Regions from separate parts of the Ovis aries genome. Here region 1 is linked to region 2. A link is a contact called in public Hi-C data. All regions are on one chromosome and are shown on one strand. Each heading gives the region's core, a stretch centred on a gene start, on an enhancer-like site or on the middle of the called end of the contact. The rest is flanking DNA. Distances are from core to core; before and after follow the strand shown.

Region 1 (3,058 bases), core at 80-2,579, 37 kb before region 2:
CATGGCCAGCCCTCCCAGGAGCAAGCCTACCGAATGCAAACATCCAGAGGGTTCTGACTCTCAAGTGTCTTACAGAAAATAGAGCCAGGAGCTCCATCTGGCACTCCATTTGCCAAATGTCCCATGGATGTCAAATACTGAGAAATGTGGCTCCTTAAAATCCCAGGGAATAAGACTTCTGCTCAGCAGCTTTCTAATGGACACGCACCACACTCTGTGAAGCAGAAGCCCTCCGCTGCAGTGGGCTGGTCACGGGGGATTGCACACCAGCAGCCCCCCCCCCTCCCCGCCCCCCATCTCCTTCGACCTCCGCTTTGAGGGACAGGGCTGCTCAGCTGTGGATGAAGGGCTGGTCGGCTTCAGAGGCGTGTGAATACGCCTGTTGCCGATAGAGGGCAGTGTTGCACGTCTGCAAAAGCCCACGCTCGACCGCCTCACAAGACCACCTAAGCTCTTACCTCGGCCCTCCTGCAACTCCAGCACCAGTTTAATGACGAACAGGAGCAATTAAAGCATCTACCCCACGAAACAGATGGCTTCTGGTCAAAGCTCATTATTGCTACATCACCACTTTGATACTGGAAAGGGCTTCTTAATAATTCATTATTATTCCTCACCAGTACTTTTCTGCAGAAGACATGTATTAGCCTCGCTTTTCAAAAGACAGATCCAGAGAGACTATTAATACATGGCATAAGTCGTTCAGTCCAGAGCCAGACAGACCTAGAAAGTACCTCAGGGTTTCTGCATTATGCTGAGGCATTCTCAAAAAGGCTGCTTTGCTGTCTTTGAATGAAAACCGCCCATGGTCTTCCTTTGCTCTTTTTTTTTTTCCAAAGAAAATATTTATTTTTTTTAGTTTTAGTTGTGGCACGTCGTATTCCCCGACCAGGGATTGAACTCAGGCCCCCTGCATCAGGGGCATGAAGCCTTAGCCTCTGGACCACCAGGGAAGTCTGACTTCCTTTGCTCTTGATTAATTGTCTGGTTTGGAGAGCCACTGAGACTTCACAGATGGGACCCCTTTCCCCACCACCCCCTAACTGCCATTTATCTCAGTTACAGTTGATAACTGATGACCAGACCAGCTAATTAAGCCCATTCTGCAGCCCAAGGAAGGAGTCAGAAGGGGATGGGGAACAGACACATATAGTCAAGTCAAAGAGTGCAACTGATTTGAGCGATTAAGGGTAAGAGAGTTTTCATCCTTCAGTGTCTCCTCCCTGCTCTTATGTAACTGAGAACAGCTTGCCCAGAGCTAGGAAGCTGTCAGCTCTCTCTCCCGCACTCTCCCACTTTCGACCCCTGACTCCTACAGAATCTCATTCTGCAAAGCCACATTCTGAAGGCACTGAATCACTTTTTGGCTAAGCACATGTTGGCTTTGGTGTCACCTACATACACAGCCTTTCTGCTTTATTTGAGGCTGGGTGACACATTCTCTTATGTAATAGGCTGGCAGCCGAGTAAGACTGAAAGATTCCCTCTTATGTATGGAGTGTCATCTCTAAACGGGAGACTATTTCTTGCAGAATGGCACTGATAAATTGATAAGTAGAATCAGCTGACAAACAGCGCCCAACAGTGCAGGCTCCTCTCATTGCCAATTTATCTCTAAAACACGGTTGGGCGAAAGAAGGCTTTCTGGCCTAAGTAAGTGCCATTACGTATTTCGGAATGACAGATTAAAACAAGGATTTGCAGTCAAACCTTGCCGGTAAATGTACACGTATCACTTGTTGCAGCGTGGTCCAGTGGAACACAGGGCCAGGCCTGGATACTGGCACACCAGGCGGCAGAAGTTTCTGTTTTGGGCTGTGAAGTTTCTCTCTCTGGTGGAAGCTCTGTCTGGCACATTTTTCAACCACCTAGAAAAGACTGTTGGCCCCCAGATAGTCAAGTGTTACTTTCGCTCTTACTAAGCACTGTGCCAGTCTCGGGGCAGTCGGAAAGGGTGGAGGAGAGCATGATGCTTTGATGGCTCTGGCCTGGTCTAAAGCGACACACCCAAGTCTGAAGGGTTTGTACCCACATCCTTTCCGTTGCACCTGGGTTGCTGGTGGCAATCACTTTTGCAAGATCCGTTGGATAGAGTGCCAACTAGAACTCAACTAGATCTCGAAATACGTGGGCCGTAGGCTTAGTCCTCCCTCCTGGGGACTTCAGAGACCACTAGAAGACCATTTGGCCCAAAGTCTGAACAAGTTTCTCTGATCCAAAATGGCAGCCTAATTCCAGGTGACCTGGATGTGGCCAACTGTTTCATTCAAGCCGTCGTCAAACATCAGACATGACAGAGCTCTCAAGGCTGATGTAGTCCAACTGGTCAGCTCACTTTATGCACAAGGACGCTGAGGTTCAGGGAAGTGCAAAGACTCGCCCTCAGGTTGAGGTGATGAAGAAAAGACTCTGCTTCCGGAGTCAGAGGTTCCAGTGTGACTATTTTAGTTGCCCTTGAAGAGAACCTCTCTGAGACTCACATTACTTTTTGTTACTGTTTTTTGTTTTTTGAGTTGTTGATGACAGGTGAACCACTCATTTCTGTGTGGCTCAGCATTGCCTGGAAGACTTGATAGATATACTGATTCTGAACTCCCTGCCAGCCCTCCAGCAGAGATTTGAATCAGGTTTCCTTGGGTCTGTCTGAGGGTCACCATGGAAAATGACGTGATCTTTGCCATCTTAACATGGCACAGTGTCCCATTGGGTCTCTTCACTCTGTTTTTTAGATGTGGTCCTGAGACTGTAGCCTTACGTTACTAAATAGGAGTAACAATTGGCTTCAGCCACCTTCTATTCCATCTTCACCCCTCCTCTCTCTGATCACCCACACCTTCCTCCTCCTTTTGCCCTCTTCAGGACTTAGACATACACAGCCTGTCCAGCTGTTGCCCTTATTAAGGCTTCCAAAAGGTCTGACCTTGAGAGTAAGTGTGAACACATATCAGCTTCATGGGACACAGGCCATTATGTCCTGACTTGCTTGCTACATTCTATCCCGAGCATAGGACTAGATACAGTGGGAATTTCACTCAAGTGCCTTGTTGATGGAGATGTC
Region 2 (3,406 bases), core at 176-2,675:
GGAACTTTAAACTATGTGCTTAATGTGATATCAATATTGCCTAAAGTCTCCAAATTGCAAGGCACGCTCACTGAAAGTCAGATAGTGACTTCCTGGAAGATTCACTCGCTTGGCTCCATTCTATCAGGGTGGGGAGTGGAGAGGCAGAAAAAGAATTCCCAACTCGCTACTTGCAAAGAGCCCAGAGTACATCTGTTAAATCCCTTTCTTTCGATTGCAGCACAAAAATGCCTAAAATTTAATTTTTATTTCCTCCCCAAATATACACATGCCGAAGGCAACTGTGGCCTTTCTGCTGGGGGAGGCCACAGATTCCAGTTTGTGAAACATATGTTGGAACCTGTCACTGACACCATAGGATTAACACAGAAGGATCCTCTTGATTCAAGGGTGACATTTACATTTCTATGCCATAAAGCATCTTTATTTCCCAGCAGAGTGAATTTTCAAAGTTGCTTCTCATTCACTCATGACTTAATACTTCCCCACAACTTGGTGAGGCAGTCAAGGCAAACGGACAGAGAGCAGTTACTTGCCAGAGAGCTTCTAACAGACTCAAGACCAGGAGGGGCATCTAGGTCTCTATTTTTGGCACTTTCCACAGTCTTTGTGGGGATGGGGTGGCTGCTGTCATAGCAAGTTGAGGCGCTGTAAGTTATGACCAACCTAGACAGCATATTCAAAAGCAGAGACATTACTTTGCCAACAAAGGTCCATCTAGTCACAGCCATGGTTTTTCCAGTGGTCATGTATGGATGGGAGAGTTGGACTGTGAAGAAGGCTGAGCGCCGAAGAATTGATGCTTTTGAACTGTGGTGTTGGAGAGGACTCTTGAGAGTCCCTTGGACTGCAAGGAGATCCAACCAGTCCATTCTAGAGGAGATCAGCCCTGGGTGTTCTTTGGAAGGAATGATGCTAAAGCTGAAACTCCAGTATTTTGGCCACGTCATGCGAAGAGTTGACTCATTGGAAAAGACTCTGATGCTGGGAGGGATTGGGGGCAGGAGGAGAACGGGACGACAGAGGATGAGACGGCTGGGTGGCATCACCGACTCGATGGACGTGAGTTTGAGTGAACTCTGGGAGATGGTGATGGACAGGGAGGCCTGGTGTGCTGCGATTCATGGGGTCACAAAGAGTCAGACATGACTGAGCAACTGAACTGAACTGAACTGAAGAGCTCCAGGGCTAACACTCCATTGAAAAACACAGAAGCTACCTGGTGGACCCTGGTTCTCCCTTAGGCTACATTTGGGAGGCCATATTCAAAGAGAGATTTCAACCTGAGACAGAGCCTCCAGGGCTTTCCTTTCTCACTACCAACCACCTGACTCCAAGAGAAATGCCCTTCTGACCCCTACTGGCTGTGGTGGCACATGCACTGAGCAAGCACAGAGAATCATTTGAGAGCGGGTGCCGGAAATACTCTCCCAAACACTCTCCCCCTATGATTGGACAAGAAGGTTAAACATAGGAAAGCTTGACTCAGTCCTGATTAAACATGCTGGGAAGACAGAAACAAATAATCACCCCGTATATAGCAATAATGGAGCAACAAAGTAAATATTAAGGCAGAGGCTTGCTATCAATATTTAACTAGCAGATTAATGTACAGAGGATGCACTTTGGAGAATAGGAGGGTGACCAGAGAGGCAGAAATGGCTCAATTATGATACATTGTCACAGCCTGGGAAGAGGTAGGGGCTGCCTGCATTGTTTAACCTGAGGTTACCAGCGCACACCAGAGGTAATCAAGGGTGATTAAGCTGGGGGAGGATGATATGAGATAATTCTAGGCTCATTAGCATAAATAATTTGTTGAGAGTATGGAATAGAGACATGCTATAAATTCTGGCTGCGATTTCATCCCTATGATTCCTGCATATCTGTGTCTCCCTCATCAAAAATTCTCTTAGGCTTTCTTCCGTCCTTTATTTGCTCAGCTAGGACAAAGAATCTTAAGGACCACTTTGCATCTTGGGGCAATGCTTCCAACTACGACTTAACCTAATGTTCCTGTTTTGTGTTCATGCAAACAAATCTATTTCTTAGTCTATTACTTTCCAACCACTTCTCAGAATGGGGAAACTGTCTAAGTATTGCACACAAGGTATTTTTCGTGGGTAAGTGTGGGACCTTCTGAATTAAAGATTAAAGTGTGTATTAGCATATCAAAGCAGCCGTGATTCTTAAAGAAGAATGTAGTTGTATATAGCATTTCCTGAAAACATTAGTCCCACAGAACCGTTTTTATGGGAGCATACTGTTAGGTAGGTAGAACAGGGAAAAGGAGTCCAAAATGGCAGTGGCTACAAGACAAGGAAGGGAAAAGCCCACGAAAATGAAACAAAAGAAGGTCCGAGGACCGGAGCGAGGACCTCAGGTAAAACAAACAACACTCCTGGCTGGCCCAATTTGCATAGGACAGGCCCAGGGAGAGATAAACATATAAATAGAGGAGCCAAAGCTAGCTGTCTCTCTCTCTCTCCTGTGCACTGGGGTGTTCTTCTCCTCATGTCTTTGGATCGATGTGCCCTCATGCCTCGAAGATCGATTTTCCTGCTATCTTCTCAATAAAATAGAGAAGTTACACTGAGCTGTAACACTGATTTGTCTAAGAGCTATAACATGGTCCATTCGAGACCTGAGAGCTATAACATGGTCTATCCAAGACTTGAGAGCTGTGACACGCCGAGGAGGCTTTAATGTCCATCGCTCCAAATCTTTGTTGTGATGAGACAAAGAACCGAGGAACGTACACTCACGTGACAATACTAAATAACCAAGGTTCCGTGGAAGGCTTCTGATGAAGGGTTTTTTCCTCCCGTTGTCCTCTTCGGTCATCCCACCAGTTTCAGTTGCCGTGCTCCCTCTACAATATTTTGTTCCTCCTTCCTTCGTGTTTGGAGTGAGACGGCCACCAGCTGATTTTCTAGGATCTTTGTAACAGGAGTGAAAATGCCTGAGGAGACCCCATCCTCAAATATGCAAGGCAACTGCATACTCTGGAGCCTTCCCCAGAGCACTGAACACATGAATGTACTTTATCCTTAGAAGTTAGAGTAACACGTAGACACTTCAGCACTTAATTAAAAACAAACAAACAAACAAACAAAAACCCTGCTGTTCAACAGGAAATGACAAATTTCAGTCCCACTGGGACTGCATCATATTCTGATATCATTTCTCCAAAGCTAATGAAATGTGAACCTCTTGGAGGCCAGGAACACAGATGATCACCTCTTCATGACTTAATACTTTAATGTCTCTGAATTTTCTCCTGGCTCCCTCGGGCATCTTGTTCTCCACTCCATTCTGAGTCTCACTGAGAATTTCTCCAGAAGCTGCACAGAAACAGGGATGTTTGGTCCTTGAGGCAGGGATTCACGCATCAGGAGATAAAAAC

The links. A called contact is a pair of places that touch in the nucleus more often than the background predicts.
Region 1: a Hi-C map of mixed tissues shows a contact between it and region 2, with 2.1 times the contacts expected there. The contact joins two enhancer-like sites. A contact is called at or near these places in 6 of 16 Hi-C or Micro-C datasets (liver, mesenteric adipose tissue, mixed tissues and 2 more).

The regions. Positions count from the first base shown.
Region 1 is chr13:19,158,957-19,162,014 of ARS-UI_Ramb_v3.0, reverse strand. LOC132657612 (a long non-coding RNA gene) reads left to right here. Exons shown (of 3, transcript XR_009596032.1): 3 at 1-3,058. Among named protein-coding and RNA genes, the nearest start is that of TRNAC-GCA, 94 kb to the right of the region's middle. Within about 2 kb of position 1,329, at least 8 of the 54 cell types and tissues checked have an H3K27ac peak or open chromatin away from gene starts, as enhancers often do.
Region 2 is chr13:19,121,385-19,124,790 of ARS-UI_Ramb_v3.0, reverse strand. No RefSeq gene overlaps it. Among named protein-coding and RNA genes, the nearest start is that of TRNAC-GCA, 56 kb to the right of the region's middle. Within about 2 kb of position 1,425, at least 4 of the 54 cell types and tissues checked have an H3K27ac peak or open chromatin away from gene starts, as enhancers often do.